2 separate regions of the Mus musculus genome follow, and region 2 is linked to region 1. A link is a contact called in public Hi-C data. All regions are on one chromosome and are shown on one strand. The core of a region is the stretch at or near the end of the contact, and the rest is flanking DNA. Distances in the headings are between cores, read along the strand shown. Region 1 holds the start of Pdzd9 (PDZ domain containing 9). Region 2 overlaps Polr3e (polymerase (RNA) III (DNA directed) polypeptide E).

Region 1 (2,864 bases), core at 267-2,766:
CAGGCCCTGGATTAACTATGGGGACCCAGGTGGGCTAACTGCCCTTGTGGCTCTTACAGACTCATAGAAGACACAGCTGTCAGTCAGCCAGGTAAACACAAATTGGATGCTAAATAGAAAGGTCCAGAGAGCTCTGAACACAACAGGGACCTAAATTTCACATAGGGACAGGGACCAGCTTTCCCTGAAGGAGTAAATATGAATCAGAGTCAAAGTACCAACCAGCGGGGTAGAAGGGTCTAAGGCAAGAGGAAACCAGCCTTCGTGGGGCTGCCTGGAGCAGCATTGGCAGGTGGGGGAGGCCCACGGCCCGGCGATGGGCTGCTATCCAGGTCTACCTTAAGGAAATCTTGGAAGCAATTTAAGCTGGACATGATCTCAGGTTGTCATGGTTTTGAATAAAATCACCATCCTGGCTGCTGTGTGGAGCCCAGAATGGAGAGAAGAAGTAAAAGCAGACTGCAGTCCCTCAAGCATCTCACAGCCTGGCAGTAGAAATGGGCAGTGGTGGAACCACACAGCATCTGGGAGGAAAGACAGCATTCTGTACCACACGCAGCTCCTTCTGCAAGGGCTAGTGATGCTCTGAGATTCGCCAGGCCTCGGCCGAGTCTGTGTGTCTGGGGCATTTCCAGGATCACTGTTAAGATGGGCTTCTCAGCTTCCCGTGTCCAGTGGTAGGGACTCAAGAGGCTCACGGCAGTTCTCAAAGCAGATACCTTTGTTGGATAACTCCAACAACCTCAGTTGGAGAACTGAAGCTTACAAGTTAAATGTACTTATTAAGTAATCTTATTTCAAACAAACAAACAAACAAAATAGCAGTGGGATGGATGAGACGGCTCATCTGGTTAAGGCAGTCAAGCTGGACAAACTGACTTCAGTCCCCGGGGCTCACACGGTAGGAAGAGAGGACTCACACAAGGTCTCCCCGAAACCCCATACACCCAACAAAATATCATTTTAAAAGTTTAAAGAGAGAAGAGTGAAAGAACTAACTCAAAAATATCTTTACACATGGTTCCATGTTTAGTCACTGTCCATGGAAAAACTTCTAGAAAACAACAAAGCTACAAGAAATGGGGGTGAATAAAGGGCGATTAAGGGGAGTGAACATGTTCTCTTGTTTGAGTGTGGTAGTGGTCAAGAGTATTACATACTTGTGGAAACTCATAGAGCTGTCCACTAAAAAAGAACATCGCACTGCATGCAAAGTTATATCTCCAACAAACAATGGTGAGAGACTCCGACGTGTGGCTGACTGCCCATTTTACAGGAAAGGCAAATCTAGGAAGGCTTGGAACCCAAGGCATCACCCTCGTCCTGTTTCCCCGTTTACCATTTTTGCTTTTGAGAGAGCCCTTTTCCATTGCTCAGAGCAGGGCTCTCTTGATCCTCCCAAAGCCTAGGCTGGAATCTGTCCCAACTTCCAACAGTTTGGAATCCTCGAGACCCCAGATGAGGACCTCAGGCCACGGGGAATCCTCGATCCGTCCATCTCTTCGAATGGCCACCAGGGGGCGCTGCAAGGCTGCTTCCCAGATTTTGGGCAGCCCCGTAGTTGCCACACGGCTTCAGTAGACCCTGGAAAATGTGGCAAGAGTGAAAACTACTCCAATGTAGAGTATGAAAATTATATGGAAAACTTTTTTTCTGCAGGAATGAGCAGAGTGCCAGCTTCACACAAGCCTCTTCATTCATTGTGGGAAAACACTGGAGACAGAGTGAGAGTATAGAGGGGAGAGGGCCTCCATATGTGAGCAACAAGGCTGGGAGACTATAGAAGATCCCGGAATCCCCTGAATGGTGGTATTCAAACGTTGTTACATCAACAGCTCTAACTGCCGTGCCAGTGTACTTTACTCATGTGTGTTCTACATGAGAAAGGGCCAAGAATGGCCTGAAAACAGTGAGTCACTATTAGAGACAGATTATTGCTTCCTTTCATTTCCTAAAAATAATTCCTCCTCCCCCACAATTCACTCATACAACAAAAATCCACTGGAAGCCACGGTGTGGCTTGCGGGGATGCTGAGGACAGGAAAGTAGACGAGATGGACAGAAACTTTACCCTCCTGGAAACTGAATTTCCTTTTTTTTTTTTTTTTTTTTTAATCCCCCACTCCCCACAAGACTGTGTGTAATCTGTGTAGCCCTGGCTGTCCTGGAACTCACTCTGTAGACCAGGCCTCTACTGCCTCTGCCTGCCAAGTGCTGGGGTTAAAGGCACAAGACACCACTGCCTGGCTAGAACTTTTCTTTCTCTCCTTCTGCCCTCCTCTTCTTCCTCTCTTCCTCCTTCCTCTCCTCTTCCTCCCCCTCTTCTTCTTTGAGACATGGTTTTGTGTTTTGTTTTGTTTTGTTTTGTTTTGTTTTAATGTATCATTGGCTGTCCTGAAACTCAAACTCATAGAGATCCACCTGCCTCTGTCTCTAAAGTGCTGGATTAAAGGCTTGTGCCAGCATTGACCAGCTTGGAAATTGTATTTTTAACATAGATGAAGGAGAGAATTTTAGGAAAGTACAGATTATGGAAGACAAATTTTAGAAGATAAAATAGTATAATGAAGCGGATCACCACTCTGATGGAGGAAAAAATTAACCACCTTGCCCTGGGGCACTCTGTCCTGTAACAAATGGTTACCAAACACCTATTGAAAGTCTGGTGCTGTGCCAAGACTTTTAGGGTGAGCCTGGGTAGGTCTCAGCTTAGTCTTCTGTTTCTCTAGCTCTGCCCAAACAATAAACCAGGACGGATTTTCATTGGCTATACCCCTTCCTGCAGGGTTTTGTGCAAAGGGAACCTCCTGCTGCATTTCTTCTGATAGACCACCCTTTTCTTTTTCCAGTTTGGCTGGAATCCA
Region 2 (2,864 bases), core at 265-2,764, 260 kb after region 1:
TGAGACTCCAGGTGTTGTCAGGTTGACAGAGCTAACCATTCTACTATATCCCCAAGGGCAGAAGAAGGTGATCATGGGAAGTACAGGTTCTTTTTGAGGTGTTGAAGATGTGCCAAAGCTGAGAGTGGCAGAGTTGCCACAATTTTGAGACTATATTAGTGTATATCAAGCTGTGTGCTTCAGCTGGGGGTGTCTAGTGTGTCAGAGCACACTCCGCACATCTGTTGGCTGCTCAAGGTACTACATTCAGCACTTGGGCTTTGCAAAGCAACGAATGACAGGCTCTGAGAAGAGAGGAGACATTCCGAAGTGTATCACTAGTGCTCACCTTTAACCCCAGCACTCGGGGGCAGAGGCAGGGCGTCTGGTATATTACACGGTACGTCCAGGACTTCTAAGGCCATGTAGGGAGATCCTGTCTCAAGAATCCTGTTGTCGTCCATAGCTACTGTCTTGTTCTGAACTACAGCTCAATGCTGCAACACTACCCACCCTCCTGCCCCCCGCCCCCTTTTTTTTCTTTTTCTTTTTTTTTTTGAGATAGGGGTTTCTCTGTAGTCCTGGCTGTCTTGGAATTCACTCTGTAGACTAGAGTGGCCTCAAACTCAGAGATCCACCTGCCTCTGCCTCCCAAGTACTGGGACTAAAAGTGTGTGCCACCACTGCCTGCTCATCTGTTGTTAGATTTATTATGTCTGACTGCTTTGTCTGCACGTGTGTATGTACATTGCTTGCGTGCCTGGTGCCTGCAGAGTCCAGAATTGGAGTTAGGAGTGCTTGTGAGGGGCCGTATTTGTGCTAGGAATCAGATGTGGGTCCTCTTGAAGAGCAGTAAGTGCTCTTAACTGCTGATCCATCTCTCCAGCCCAGGAAGCTATAATCCTTGCAGCCAGAGACATATTAGTTAAAGGCTATGCTGTCCTCTAATGGACTCTGGTAGGGTCTGGCAACAGCACTATAGCAGAGCCCAGAGGGAAGAGTGGGTGAGTTGTGCATTGTGGATAGAGGGAGCAGTAGGCATGAGGTTGGAGACATGACATGGCAGAGAGTGTAGAGAGGCAAATCTCAGGAAGTAGCCTTGAGCAGAATCAGGCTCCTGCTCTGGGCGTGCTTAGTGTGTCTAGTTGGAAACAGCTCCTGACCTGGTCTCCTGAAGAGGCTAAATTGGAATTGGAGTTGGCTTGGTGTTGTAACAGTGAGTGTAGGCCTTCTGGGGGACTTGGTGTTTCCTTTGAGCAAGTTGGGTATGTCGGCTTTGGGTTGTAGCGGCATGTTCAAACCCTTCTTCTTTTGCCAGGTGAGCTCCACCTGACACCTTTACATGGCATCCTACAGCTTCGGCCCAGCTTCTCCTACCTTGATAAGGCAGATGCCAAGCACCGAGAGAGGGAGGCAGCCAATGAGGGTGAGCCTGCTGACAGCCTGTGGTCTGAATGAGCTCACGTGAGCACTTGACAGAGATCAGGTGGTGGGATTCTTACTGACATGCCAGGCCCTTGCCTACTAAATACCACATCTGGGACAACCAAAAAATGTCCCCACAGATGGCCAGACATCACCTGAGGATTAAACTGCTCCAGTTGAGAGCAGGGCCCCTTGCTTGGCGCTCTTGAGGGAGGGTTATGTTGGGGCAGAATGAGCAGTCCCAGTAGAGACTGTACTGACAGCTTGCTTTGCAGCAGGGGATTCTTCTCAGGACGAGGCAGAAGAAGACGTTAAGCAGATCACGGTGAGCTCTGGCCCTGGGCAGGAGGGAGCAGCATGTATGGAAAAAGCAGGGTCCGAGCTAGCAGAAAGGACTTCCCCATCTGTGGGAGTAACAGATGCACAGTATTGTTGACCCCCTCCCTGCTCCCCAGTCTGCTGCCTGGAGGAAATAACTACCCCCGCCCATCTGTTGAAACTGGGATAGCCTGGTTCTGTATAGTTGCTGGGATCCTGGGGTGTGGCCAGAATTGCCTGGAAACAGGAAGGTACAGCCCAGGATCCCCAGTGAAGTCACAGAGGCTCAAAAAAATCTCATGTTAATTACCTTTGTGATTCTGCATATTTAAATAGTGGTTACCTTACCAACAAGTTTGACTTTGGAAGATTTAGATAGAATATTAGTCTTCCACTCAGGATGCATGAAGTCCCTCCTATTTATGTATATGTAGTTTGCAATAACCATTGAAAGAAAATGCTGCGCAGTAATGTCACAGCTGGCACAGAAATGCCTATAGAGTTTGCACACCCTGGTAGACCGTCCTCTCCTGAAGTGATGTAACAGAGCTCAGGCTTCAGAGGTTGTCCTGTTCTCAGCAGTGGGTTGGCTAGCCGTTAAAACCTCCTGTACCTTCGTGGGTAAATGCCTTCATCTGAAAAGATATGTGTTGGCACCCATGTGGCCCAGCTGGAAAGCCTTGGCCAGGGCAGACAGAAGCAAGAAAATACCAGTTTGCATTAGTATCCCAGAGGCTGAATTCCAAAAGCAAAGTGGGAGGGGGTTCAATGGTTTGGTAAGATCTTTGGGGGCCACAGATGTGGGGGTGTGACCTCTCCCTTCTTCACAGGTACGGTTCTCCAGGCCAGAGTCCGAGCAGGCTCGCCAGCGCCGCGTGCAGTCCTATGAGTTCTTGCAGAAGAAGCATGCAGAAGAACCCTGGGTCCACCTGCACTACTATGGCATGAGGGTGAGACAGCGCAGGATCTGGGGGAAGAGCCCTGATGCCCAAGAGCCGCTTATCTCACTTCTAGCTCACCCTGTCTATGGCCACTTTGCTATACCCTAGAGAGCATCACGTGTGTGAGCAGTTTGCATCTTGCCATATCTCACTTAGCAGGTGTCATAAAGAGTGGGAAGCAGAGAGCTCCTGTTCCAGTTA

What was found. Hi-C and Micro-C count contacts between places; a contact is called where the count stands out from the background.
Region 2: a Hi-C map of embryonic stem cells shows a contact between it and region 1, with 2.5 times the contacts expected there. The contact joins the enhancer-like site here to the promoter of Pdzd9 in region 1. A contact is called at or near these places in 4 of 39 promoter capture datasets (the HPC-7 cell line, embryonic stem cells, hippocampal neurons and 1 more), 22 of 484 Hi-C or Micro-C datasets (the AML12 cell line, B cells, CD4 T cells and 12 more), 8 of 115 datasets of contacts at active chromatin or transcription factors (embryonic hindbrain, embryonic stem cells, extraembryonic endoderm stem cells and 4 more) and 3 of 9 other capture datasets (adipose tissue, embryonic stem cells and liver).

The regions. Positions count from the first base shown.
Region 1 is chr7:120,668,827-120,671,690 of GRCm38.p6, forward strand. It overlaps Pdzd9 (PDZ domain containing 9), which reads right to left and starts at 1,517. Exons shown (of 4, transcript NM_001040136.2): 1 at 1,340-1,517. The coding sequence starts at 1,370.
Region 2 is chr7:120,929,582-120,932,445 of GRCm38.p6, forward strand. Polr3e (polymerase (RNA) III (DNA directed) polypeptide E) reads left to right here. Exons shown (of 21, transcript NM_025298.4): 7 at 1,298-1,405; 8 at 1,680-1,729; 9 at 2,553-2,672. Among named protein-coding and RNA genes, the nearest start is that of Polr3e, 13 kb to the left of the region's middle. Within about 2 kb of position 1,515, at least 5 of the 459 cell types and tissues checked have an H3K27ac peak or open chromatin away from gene starts, as enhancers often do. A contact at or near this core is called in embryonic stem cells, where this site is marked.